Linked DNA regions of Triticum aestivum: region 2 is linked to region 1. The links are chromatin contacts, called in public Hi-C maps. All regions are on one chromosome and are shown on one strand. Each heading gives the region's core, a stretch centred on a gene start, on an enhancer-like site or on the middle of the called end of the contact. The rest is flanking DNA. Distances are from core to core; before and after follow the strand shown. Region 1 holds the start of LOC123156892. Region 2 holds the start of LOC123161068 (F-box protein At5g07610).

What was found. Hi-C and Micro-C count contacts between places; a contact is called where the count stands out from the background.
Region 2: a contact with region 1 is called in a Hi-C map of leaf, with 2.8 times the contacts expected there. The contact joins the promoter of LOC123161068 here to the promoter of LOC123156892 in region 1. A contact is called at or near these places in 2 of 5 Hi-C or Micro-C datasets (both in leaf).

What each region holds. Positions count from the first base shown.
Region 1 is chr7B:23,775,138-23,782,116 of IWGSC CS RefSeq v2.1, forward strand. LOC123156892 reads left to right here and starts at 4,504. Exons shown (of 4, transcript XM_044575087.1): 1 at 4,504-4,727; 2 at 4,851-5,405; 3 at 6,197-6,382; 4 at 6,513-6,937. The coding sequence starts at 4,887. The coding sequence ends at 6,794.
Region 2 is chr7B:23,931,359-23,937,651 of IWGSC CS RefSeq v2.1, forward strand. It overlaps LOC123161068 (F-box protein At5g07610), which reads right to left and starts at 2,994. Exons shown (of 2, transcript XM_044578925.1): 1 at 2,819-2,994; 2 at 1,322-2,715. The coding sequence starts at 2,689. The coding sequence ends at 1,514.

The sequences.
Region 1 (6,979 bases), core at 3,254-5,753:
CTATCTAGGATATCGGCCCACGCTTGTTTGGAGATGGGCATTACGCGAATTAGATAGCTTTGTCTAGAGTGCCCTTTTCTTTATTGTTACTTCTAGTTCTAGGATATCAACAACTTACACAATATTGGATTGCATATGCATCTACCACGCCACTGTTTTCCAAGACTATGTTCAGCCCGTGTATCGACAAACTAACAAAAAGACTTACCAAGCAAGGGAGGAACATGATATATGCAGAAGGCTCTGCCCCTATGGTTCAAGACTGTACAGTATATGTGGACTAGTATATCGTGCCATATTCGTCAATCTGTTAGGTGATTTGGTCTCACACAATATAATGCTTCCATGTTTCACCAGACACTTGATCAACCCTAAAAATTCAAGAGAACCCCTATTTGTCCAAGAAACTATGTATCAAGCAAGATTTTTTTGAACACAATACAGATGCAGACGCTCATGCATACGTACATACACACACTCACCCTATGAACACACGCACACACATCCTACCCCTATGAGCACACCTTCGACAGACTGAGCCGGCACATCATCTTGAGATTGACGAAGTCGCCATAGACGCATTCGTAGTCGACGGGAACGTCTCCTCCCACTGAACGCACATCGCTGAAAGGCCTAGAATAAATCCAGGAAAATACGAGCACCGGTGTCAAGTCTAGGACTTGTACTCTGGTGGGCTGGGGATACCAATTACCAACCATCCAACCACAGGTTGGTTCAAGATTTTGATGGCAAATGGACTGATCAACCATAGGTTGACTGGAAGAATGCTAGCAGGTTTCCCAAATCGAATGTGACATACCCAGTCGAATCCTTGAGAAATGCCCACCTGGTGGAAGCACACGGTATTATGGAAAATGTTTTGTCGATGCAAACCAAACTCCTCTGATATCAATAAACTTCAAATTCCATATTAACCAAAATAAAGTTTCAACTATAGTGCAATGTTCGATTTAAACCAACAGTGTGAAGCTGTTGCGTTCACGTCTTGCATTGTGAATAAGTGATAACCTAAATGACATGGAAAATGCCATGGAAGATGAGCATGCGAGAAAAAAAATAGTTTGAATTGTTGTGCAATATTCAGTTTAACCCGACGTTGTAAACATGTTCCATTCACGAATTGCATTGCGAATCTTGAACCAAACGCCATCTATATGATAACCTAGATGGTTTGGAAAATTGCATGAAAGATGAGCACATGATAGTGAGAGCTATACAGGGATTGAAATCCCACACGGTCCATGTGAAAATCATCTAATGATCCACACACCACAATTCCATATGTATTGTTCATATATTGTAACATTATGCGGATTAGATGGTTTTTACTTAGAGCTATTTGTTACTTCTAGAATATATGTTACATTAGTGTGCCTACTTTTAAATATTGAATTGAGTGAACCATACCACAAAAATTTATACATTTAGAACCAAAACGACAAACACATGTTGTAGATTACAGAAGAATTTGAGTTTGGTACGAATTCACGGGAATATTTTTTATCATTCTTGTGTATGCAGATTTGGAGTGTTTATCATCCTTGTGTATGTAGATTTTGTGTTGAAGCTCCATGAGAATATATTTTTATCATCCTTGTGTATGTAAATTTGGAGCTGAAGCTCCATGATGTGACATATATAAGTCATTTCATATCCATGTTCCCCAATATGTGCTCCATCACAATGTTTTTTAACATTTTCTTTTGCTTCGACACAAAATGATAAAGTCTTTGGAGAAAACAAGTTCAAGACCACAAAGTTAGAAAAAGAGTTACCACCCAGGCGAGGAACGTGAAACGTGGAAGGCAATCATATATACCAGTCTACATCAAGGTATATTCATCAATTCGTCAAGCCATTTGACCTCACGTGATGTGTCGCTATTCACACAAGAAAATCGTTCTTGGTAGAGAATTGTGTATCAAAGAGAACTTGAATTGTAAAGTAAATGACCGACTAGCAGAGAGCCCAACGAATTCCGGAATAGAATGTGATATGCCCATTGGAATATGTACAAATGGAGTAAAAAAATACATATCACTAGAGGAAATGTTTTCTCAGCGCAAATCGAACTCCACTCATAATGACTGTCATTGCAATCTATAGTTAACCAAATAAGTTTCAACTACCGTCGAATATAAGGTTTACACCGACAACACAAAACCTTTTACATCTACACATGGCATTGCGAGCCTTGAGCCGAACGCCAGGTAAGAGGTAACCCAACTGACGTGGAAATGACTCAAAACATGACGTAAAAGAGCATGAGAGATAAAGTCTTTGGAGCAAACCGGTTCAAGATCCTGAAGTTAGAAAATAGTTATTACTCAGCAGAGGCACATGATTCATCAATCCATCAAGAAAATTGACCTCATATTTTTTTCACTGTTCACCAGAAGCTTAATCAGCCTTGAAAACACATGAAAATACTTCTTCTCGAAGTTGATTGTGTATCGAAGGGAGACTTGAATCATAAAGTAAGTGATTGACTAGCAGAGAGCCAAAAAATCCCCTGCTTGACTGGGATATGCCCATTTGAATCGTACAAATGGAGCCGAAAGTGCATATTACTAGAGGAAATGTTTTCTCAAGGCAACCTAAGCTCCACTCATAATGACTGTCATTGCATTCTATAGTAAACCAAATAAGTTTTCACTACTGTCCAATATAGGGTTTGCACCGATGGTGCAAAACCTTAACGTATACGTATGACATTGCGAAGGTCAAGCCAAGTGCCAACTAAGAGATAAATTCAAGATGCGGACATGACTTGAAACACGACACTGAGAGCATGAGAGATAAAGTCTTTGAAGCAAACCGGTTCAGGATTCTGAAGTGAGAAAATAGTTATCACTCAGGAGAGGAACATGAAATGTGGAAGGTCATCCCACCAGTCTACATCGAGCCATATTCATCAATCCGTCCATCAAAGTGACCTCACATTTTTTTCATTATTCGCTAGAAGCTTAATCAACCTTGAAAACGCAAGAAAATCCTTCTTGTCGAAGAGGATTGCGTATCAAATGGAGACTTCAATCATAAAGTAAACGATCGACTAGCAGAGAGCCAAAAGGGTTCCCTGATTGAATGAGATATGTCCATTGGAATTGTACACACGGAGTTGGAAGTGCATATCACTAGAGGAAATGTTTTCTCAACGCAACCCGAACTCCGCCCATAATGACTGTCATTGCATTCCATAGTAAACCAAATAAGTTTCCACTACCGTCCCATATAGGGTTTGCACCGACAGTGCAAAGCCTTAACATGTACGCATGGCATCGTGAACGTGGAGCCAAATGCCAACTAAGAGATAACTTGGGTGGCGTGGAAATGTCTCGAACCATGTCGTACGAAGCACGAGAGATAAAGTCTTTGGAGCAAACCGGTTCGAGATCTTGAAGTTTGAGAAATAGTTACCATTCGGGAGAGGAACATGAAACGTGGAAGGCTATCCCACTAGTCTACATCGAGCCATATTCATCAACCCGTCTAGCAAATTGACCTCACATAATTGTGTCACCATTCACCAGAAGCTTAGTCAACCTTGAGACAGGGAAGAAAATCCTTGTTGTCGAAGAGGATTGTGTATCAAAGAGAGCTAGAATCATAAAGTGAATAATCGACTAGCAGAGATGTATGAGGATTCCTAAATTGAATGGAATATGCCCATTGAATTTTTTACTCATGGAGTCGGAAGCGCATACCAGTGAATCAAATGTTTTCTCCGCACAAACCGAAACTCCATTCATAATGTTTGCCATTTCATCCTATATAGTAAACCAAATAAGTTTCAACTATCGCCCAGTATATTTTGCTTCCACCGACAGTGCAAAAACCATTACGTGTACGCTTGGCACTGCGAACGTCGAGCCAAAACGCCAACTAAGAGATAACCTGGATCGACATGGAAATTTCTCGAAAGACGACGCCGAGAGCACGAGAGAGCTATCCGGGGATAGAGATCCCACCCGATACATGCTAGACTCATCGACGCAAGCGCCACGAACCCTATGTGGTGGGCTTCGTCAGCCAGAACAACTGCACCGATCGATGCATACGGACACAACTTAAGATGGATGTGTGCACGCTAGTTCTTTCACGTCGCCAACCTCTGCACCGATCGATGCACACGACTTAAGATGAACGCGTGCACGCTAGCCCTTTTGCATCGCCGAGCCCCAACCTCTGCATCGGTCGACGCACACGACTTAAGATGGACTCGTGCATGTTAACTTTTTTTTAGAGGTAGAGTGTGGAAAGGGCCTCGAAAAAAAAAAGAATAGGGGGAGAGGGGAGGGAGGAGTGTGTGTGACCGGAGGCTGGGTGACACGCACGCGCGCCCTCGGTCCCGGCGCGGGAGGAGACATTCTCTGCGCTGCCGACACTCCAATAAACCATTCACCCCACGGCGCCGCGAAATCTCACCACCACCTACCTACTGGCTACTGGATCCATCACCTGCTCCCCGCACGCGCCACCGCACACCGCCGCAGAGGATCCCGCGCGCGGAGGTTGGCCCGGCCCTTTCCGGCGCGTTACCGCTCCCGTCCCCCTCTTTTAGTGCTCCCTCCCCTGCCACTGCTCCACTCCACCCCACCCCCGCTCTGCCTCCGCCTCCCCCTCCTCCCCGCCGCCCCACCACCACCACCTTCACTCCCCTGCTGCCGCCTCCGGGAGCTCTCATCTGCCTTCTCCCGCCGCAGGTACGATCCGGCCGGGCCGGAACCCAAAACCCTCCCGCAGAGCCGCGGTCTGCTTCTCGTTTTTTTCCATTTTCGCTCTTTCGGTTTTCTTGATCGTGGGCGCTCGCCGGTGTCTCGTGGCAGGATTCCGGACTCCGGAGGAGGACGGCAGCGGCGGAGATGATGCACGGCAAGTCGGACTCGGACATCACGAGCCTGGCGGCGTCGTCGCCGCCGCGGTCGCCGAAGCGTGGCGCGGGGGCCGGCGGCGGCGCGTACTACGTGCAGAGCCCGTCGCGGGACTCGGCGCACGACGGCGGGGGCGCCGGCGGGTACAAGTCGTCGTCGATGCAGGCGACGCCGGTGTACAACAGCCCCAACGAGTCCCCCTCGCACCCGTCCTACGGCCGCCACTCCCGGGCCTCCTCCGTCAGCCGCTTCTCCGGCATCCTCCGCGGCGGCAGCGGGCGCAAGGGCGGGGGCGGGGGCGACCTCAAGGCGGTGAACGCCAAGGGGTGGCCCGAGTGCAGCGTCATCGAGGAGGAGGGCTCCTACGAGGGCCTCTCCGGCGGCGACAGCGGCCTCTCCGGCCGCTGCAAGCTCGCGCTCGCCTTCGTCAGCTTCCTCCTGCTCTTCACCGTCATCTGCCTCATCGTCTGGGGCGCCGCCCGCCCCTACGAGCCCGACGTCCTCGTCAAGGTAGTACACCCATACTATATCCATTCATCTCATGCATCCACCGTGTTTGTTTTACTTCCTCTGCACACTCTGAACTGAATTTTCCTACATGATAATATGACATGAATTCAAACATCAATTGCTCCAGTTTCACTTGTGTCTCCGGGTAGATTGAATTTAAACATCAATTACATTACTAATTTAATTTAAATCTCCGGGTAGAATGGTTAGCAAAGACTCTGAATTGTGCAGACAATTTTTTTTACTGGTAGATCCATTCGAGCTTTGTTTTCTCTACAATTGGTTCCTTACTCTGAACACGAAATCAAAGGGTATTTGTTTTTTACCATTAGTAATGTAAATCCTGTTAATCGAAGGCAAAGCACCGCTGACTGAAGAACAAACAGCTTCTTCGCTGGGCATTTTCTGACCCCATCTTCGAAAAACCAAACTTCGTTGGACGTTAGTGTTAGGCCACTAAATAAATAAATACTATACAGAGAGAGAAACATAAAACAATGACCACGAGGCAAGATAAATTTATTTTCTTCGTTGTGCTGTTTATGATGGAGATGTTGTCGGCTGCCACTGCGGTCAGCCCAGCTTGTCGACTGTCTCACTCGCATTTCCAAACCCTCCCCTGTTCACAAAAAAGTTTCACAGTAGTTATAAAACACAGTACAATGTACTACCTTTGTACCATAGTGGTACGGTGAACTTCTGCTGCGGATCTGAATTTCTCAGTGTGAAGGTTCTGTAAAAAATGTTCTACTACTAACCAGGAGCCTGTTTTTTACTCTGTTTCTGCGCAGAGCATAGCCATGGACAACTTCTATGCCGGAGAGGGCACAGACCACAGCGGGGTTCCAACCAAGATGGTCACGCTCAACTGCTCCCTCAACATGGTGGTGTACAACCCTGCGTCAATGTTCGGAATTCATGTCTCCTCGGGCCCTGTCCGCCTGCTCTATTCGGAGATCGCCATCGGGGTTGGACAGGTATGCCCATCCATCAGCGTCCCCTGCCCCTTTTTGGTTTCTGGGTAACAGCCTAGAGAGAGGTGCCTGTTGTCGGCGCTTCTTCTTCTTCCTGGCAACTCATTTGTCCGTTTCTCCTATGTGAACGCAGGTTCACAAGTACTACCAGCCGAGCAAGAGCCACCGGCTGGTGTCGGCGGTGATCCACGGCGAGAAGGTGCCCCTCTACGGCGCGGGGGGCGGGCTCTCGCTGTCCGGCAACGACGTGACGGTGCCGCTGACGGTGGACTTCGAGCTCGTCTCCCGGGGCTACGTCATCGGCAAGCTGGTGCGGGTGACGCACAGGGTGCACGTGTCGTGCCGCATCAGCGTCGACGCCAAGAGGGCGAGGACCAGGATCCCCAAGAAGGCCTGCGCCGTGTACAAGGCCTGATTCCGGCGAACCATTTTCCTGTTCCTGCAGCTAAAAAGCATGTATTTACTGTTCTGCTGAAGAACAATAAACATGTACTGGTAGTATATATAAGGAACCTGTTTGAGCTTCGGTTTTGTTTATATAAGTTACTCTCTTGTGCCGCGGCGGTTTTGTCTATGAGGGATGAGGCAGTGGTTGTACCT
Region 2 (6,293 bases), core at 1,744-4,243, 150 kb after region 1:
GATTTAACCAAACAGCTGCTGTTATTACTTGGGACCTATGATTCACCATTATCTAAAAGGTCAACAATGGAACAGCAAAATGCGAGCCAGATTATCAGTGCCAATCTGCCAATGCCTCCGAGTACAAGGGAACATAAGGAAGATAGGGCTCCATGGAACCCTGTCCAAGATCATTGATGAAATGCACTTTCCCACTATCAATTTCGTAAGACATCAGTACCTTGTCATGCCCATAAACCAGGAAATTTGTGTTTTGTCGTGGGTGGAGGGTGACAATATGGTACTCATGTCCCAGCCGGACATTCTTCACATAGATTCACATACCTGATACTGTGCTCCAAGACCCACGCTTCACTGCCTTAGTCCTCGAGAACCCAGATCGACAGTTTATAAAGATCATGCTGATCACTATTTGCCAGATACAAGCGCCCTCGAGACAGGTCAATGAACCCGACATCAACTTCCATTATTGGGGCGTCCTCATCGTCTGGCATAGGAATAGCCCTCCAAGTAGTTCCCTCCACGTCCAGTGCCACCACCTCAGACTCGACGGCAACCAAATGCAGAAAACCATTGACAAAGACACTTCTAGAATCACTCACAATCGACACACGCCTTGGATTTTCGACGCATATATTTCATTATACTGTAATATAATACCCATTTGCACCTGAACTCACAATCTGCAAAGTATGTTATTTAATACCCATTTGGACCTGAGGCATCAGCGGGGACAGACAACAGTTAAAAGCATCCATCGGCAAGGTATCCTCTTTCAGTAGGGTGGTGGTTAGAGTTGAATAAACACATGAAGATCAGGCATTGCAGCTAAATACAGCAGGAAGTGAAACAGGCAATTTTCTAGATCAAATCGACCAAAGGTTAGTTTCAGACTTGGGATCGGATCCGACGCTGGAACTGAATACGACATGGAGTGAATCAAGCAGTTTTATTGATGGAATCAATAAAATTTTACTTATGATGCTCTAAACTCCAGACTAAACAACATCTAACAGTCTAACAGAAAAGAATAGCTTTGCTTCACTAGTGCTGATCATTTCAACATTGGCAGGAGCAAAGGAACATAAACTCCCATGCTCTACTGTTCACTACAATGACGAGAGGAATAAAACATATATTCCCTCCCATGTTTCACTGCACATACGATTACATAGTTTGAATGCACAATAAGTTTCAACATAGATTAAAACAGGGCGTATGCCTACGGCCCAACACAACAATCTGGACATAACAAACATCAATCATGATACAAATTAATGATAGCCCCATGAACTCATAAAGTAAAGATTGACTCGAATGCTGCTAGCAAAACATAAACATATATGTTTAGTGGAGCAGGTACCGTTATTAAGTTAACTGGAATAGATAGCCCCATAAAGTGAGGTTACAAGATACACTCGACAACAAAAGAGAAGTAACACAATACTTGGGACCTATGATTCAACATTATCTGAAAGGTCAAGAATAGAACAGTGATATGCAAGGCAGACTATCAGTGCCAATCTACCAATGCCTCTGAGTACAAGGGAACATAAGGAAGATAAGGCTCCAGGGAATCATGTCCAAGATCGTGGATGAACTGCACTTTCCCACTATCCATTTCATAAGACATCAGTACTTTGTCATGCCCATAAACCAAGAAAATCGTGTTTCGTTGTGGGTGGAGGGCGACAATATGGTACTCGTGTCCCAGCTGGACATTCTTCACTCCAAATAGATTCAGATACCTGACACTGTGCTCCAAGACCCACGCTTCACTGCCGTAGTCCTCGAGAACCCAGATCGACAGTTTATAAAGATCATGCTGATCACTATTTGCCAGATACAAACGCCCTCGAGACAGGTCAATGAACCCGTCATCAACATCTATTATGGGGGCGTCCTCATCGTCCGGCATAGGAATATCCCTCCAAGTAGTTCCCTCCACATCCACTGCCAGCACCGCAGACTCGACGGCGAGCAAATGCAGAAAACCATTGACAAAGACACTTCTAGAATCACGCACTATCCTAGGTAGGAAGTCCCAACCGGTGTCCTTGTGACTCCAGGCCCCGGTTTTGGACGAGTAGATGTCAACCGCTCTGACGAACCCGTAAGCATCGTCATCATCGTCGGCATTTGCATGTGCAGCCCCATCCTCCACGAACTGGAACACATGGAAGTGCGAGGAGACGGCCGGGTCGAACCCCAAGCGAGCTGTCTGCATCTTGCTGAAGATGCCGGGCAAGGCGACCCATTTCTCCGTGGCAGGATTGCACACCACGTAATAAAATGCCCCCGCACCAAAGGTCTTGAAGCGGCGGCAGAGGAGTAGGCCGTTGCAGCTGTCCAGAAGGTGGAACTGATGACAGTCAGGCAGGAAGGGGAGCGAAGGACGGATAGGAGCACGGCCTCCCGCCGAGACATGGGTGAAATTGTCAGTTGAGAAATAGCCAGTGCTGGGGCCGCGGCTCGAGTAGAGGAAGCCAGCGAGGTCATGGAGATGGTACTGCGGCAGCGCCTTGCGGTGGTCGGGGTGGGAGATGATGCCGCGCCACCGCTTGGAGACGCACTTGAAGCGGCACAGCGACCTGTACGGCACGCGCGACAGGATCTCGACGAGGAGGTCTTCGGTGAGCTTGTCCGCCGGATTCCGCCGCCTGCTAATGTCCCTGGATCCGTCCGCCATCGCCGTGGGGAGAGGAGGCACTCAATCTGCGAACGGGGGCGGGGGAGGAGAGATTGCAGATCCGTCGACATGGGTGAAGGGAGCAGGAAGGAAGGAAGAGAGGATCTACGAAGAGTGTGGCGTACGTACCAGACGAGAAGCGAGTGACGGCGAGGAAGCCCGTTTGAGGTGCTCCCGTCCCCGCCGGCGAGGCTTTGGGTGCGCGGCGGCGGCGGCGAGGCGAGGTGAGTTTTTTTTTTTTAGGGATCGACGTGAGGTGTGGCGTGGAAATGGAAGACAGGCGAAGTGAACGAGGAGTGCTGCTGTGTTGGGCTTTTGTCTAGTTTTCAGCCTGCACCTTATAAATCACTTAAATAACTCCTCTCTTCTCAGATGCTGACAAATGTTGCATTATATGTACGTCACTTGTTACAACCTATTTTTTCCCCTTTTCTATAGATTTATTTATAAAATGTTTTATCCCTTGACCATGCGGTTCAACCGTTGGATTTTTTGCGTCGAGGTCTTTAAAACTAGGTCCAGTGTTAATAGGTTTCAACGAATTTTTTAAAGAAAAATCCGAAGCCGAAAATAAAACCTGGGAAGACCCCCTAAAAAAACAAAATCCAGGAAAAAACACAAAAAAGTCAAAACGGAACAAAAACACCAAAGCCTAGAGGCAAAAGCAGAAAAAATAACATCTACAATCCAAAAATGCATATTATTATTTTTCGAAAATCCACATAAGCGTCCAACATGCAACATGTGGCGGCAGTGGGTTGCACCACTTGGCACGCTCCCAGACTATAAAAGTGGACCTTGCGGGCAGGAGAGAAGACAGGGGGACGAGCAAGGGCCAGGCCTCCTATTTGGTGCCTAGGTCGCTTAAATCACTCCCCGTCTTCTCAGATGCTAACAAATGTCGCATTGTATGTACGTCACTTGTTACAACCTATTTTTTATTATTATTTTCTATTTATTTATTTATTTAAATGTTTTATCCTTTGACCATGCGGTTCAACCGTTGGATTTCTCGCATCGAGTTCTTTAAAACTAGGTCCAGTGTTAATATGTTTCAAGGAACTATTTTTAAGAAAAAAAAACAAAAACCAAAAAAAACCCGTAAAAAACTAAAATCCAGAAAAAAACAAAAAGGGGAAAATGGAAGAAAAAACTCAGAGCCCAGAAGTATGGTTGCAGTTACACTTTTCTTAAGGCACATATTGTGTTTTTTCCTTTTTTTGTTGGTGCCGGGGGGTGGGGGCATAGATTGTCCAAAACCTAGGAAAATCAGGCAAAAGCCAAAAAAAATTCTACAATCCAAAAATGCATATTTTTTTTTAAATCCACAGAAAGCGTCCAACATGCGACATGTGGCGAAAGTTGGATGCACCACTTGGCACGCTTCTAGAATATAAAAGTGGACCTTGCGGGTAGAAGCGGAGACGGGGGACGAGCAGGGGCTAGGCCCCCCCCCCAATGATCGACGATTGTTTTACCACCTATGAGTAATTAGCGTTAGGATTGGTTTTTTTAGACAAGCGTTAGGATTGGTTAATAAACGTATTCGCCCCCCCCCCCCCCCCCCAACTTAAAAATCTGTAAAAGGAAATGGACCCATAATAAAGCCCAATCACACTTATGGCCTCCGCTCTTCCTAGTACTACCACATGACGTTATTACCCTAGCCCCCGACGTCCTTAACGCATGATTTGAGGGGATTAGGGCTGGCCCACTAGCATGCCGCCCCAGTTTCTTTTTAATTTATTTGTTACGAAAATAAAAATATGAAATCAAAAAGGTTTATAGATTTAAAGTAAAAAGGTTCATTCGTTTGAAAAAAAAATCATATCTTTAAAAAAGTTCATCAATTTTTAAAAAAGTTCATCAATTTGAAAAAATGTTCATTCAAATTGAAAAAAAGTTCATCCAATTTAGCAAAAGTTCATTAAGTTTCAAGAAAGTTCATAGAAATTCAAAAAAAGTTCATTTATTTTTATAAAAAGTTCATTGAACTGAAAAAAACTCATAGATAAAAAAAGGTTTATCCATTTTCCAAAAGATGTTCATCAAATTTCAAAAAAGTTCATCAATATTCGAAAAAGTTCATTGATATTCAAAAAAGTGCATCAATCTGAAAAAAACTGTTGAAATTTTTAAAAAAATCGTAGATATTCAAAAAAATTCATATAATTTTTAAAAAAGAAAATGTCAATCGACAGCTAGATGGGCCGGCCTATTTACGGACGCCACAGGCGCCAGTTAACGAAAATGCACGTTAACTGGTGCCTCTGGCGCCAAATAGGAAATGCCTCTTGCGCTCCCTGCCCAAGATCAGATTTGACTCTGATTAAATCAACAAACACCGACTCCAAGATGAGCGACCTGCAGACTACACTCTGTCAATTCTCAGCTTAGAGCATCAGTACTGTCTACTAATCTTTTTCTGCGGATAATCTCTCTCAACTCTCATATTAGATGCATAGAAATTTCTATATCCAATTGTAGTTATTTTAATGGTGATTTACGATGCTAATTCATTTTAAATTTCTTTTGTTTGATCTGCTTAGAGGTCATAAAAATAAAAGCGCCCCAAACATCACAAACATTAATTCAATCTTTATGCATATTGTTTTGAGTTCTCTGCCTACTGATATTCTTAATGGGGCTAATGTGCAAGTTATCAGTCCCGATCCAATTGAAGCCGTCTGCTGAATTGCATGATAATCTACACTGAAAAGGGAATTATCTAGCAATTAGGGCATCTTCTGCTGATTTTTTTGTAATTTTAATCTTACTGGCAATTGCAGGGTAAACTTTAACTAATACAAATTGAAGTATACTTTAATTGCGTCGAAGTGACACATCAATATGGTATTACCTTAAAAAAATCCTTGAGTTTTTTTTCTTGTATCAAGTTTACTTGGCCCCCCTATACCCAAATCTTGGCTTCGCCCCTTGTAAGGGCATATTTCTTCCTAAATGGTTTTGGTGATTGATGACAATGCATTTACGGACTAATCGTGTGTATTGAGCATTTCAGGTATCTCATGTATAGGCACAAGACGATTTCGTGCCCCTCGGAGTTCATTCAAAGACGACATTTCTCTATGTTTCTTTTTGGTGAAATTGAGTCATAGGAAACCCATACTATTAAGAGGGGTCCGCTTCGGAAAGGTTAGGGTGGAATCAACACGTACACATCTGTTCCTTTGCACCACATTTCCTTGCATTTTGGAGCTCCAGTTGTTTCCCTTGTCATCGCAAAGAATGTTGGCCTCCCAAGTGCTACCGATCTGTAGCTCACGGTAGTACTGCTTAAGGGAGCAGTAGTACCGCAATGGGCCACGGTAGTACTGCCCAGGGCAGCGGTAGTACCGCGTACGCGGTAGTGCCGCTCCTGGATCACGGTAGTACCGTGGCCTCTGGCCCAGTACTGTGGCATGAATGGACGTAGGGGCGGAAGTAATTTTTTACTTCCGCAGCCTACGCGGTAGTACCGCTCCCTGTGAGCTATAGTACCGTGCCGGATTTTTGCACTCATCGAAACTCAGCGGAAGTAGTCACATATGTAATTTTATTCATCCGTGCCTTCCCAGCCCAGTCGAACCCTGCCTTGCGGTAG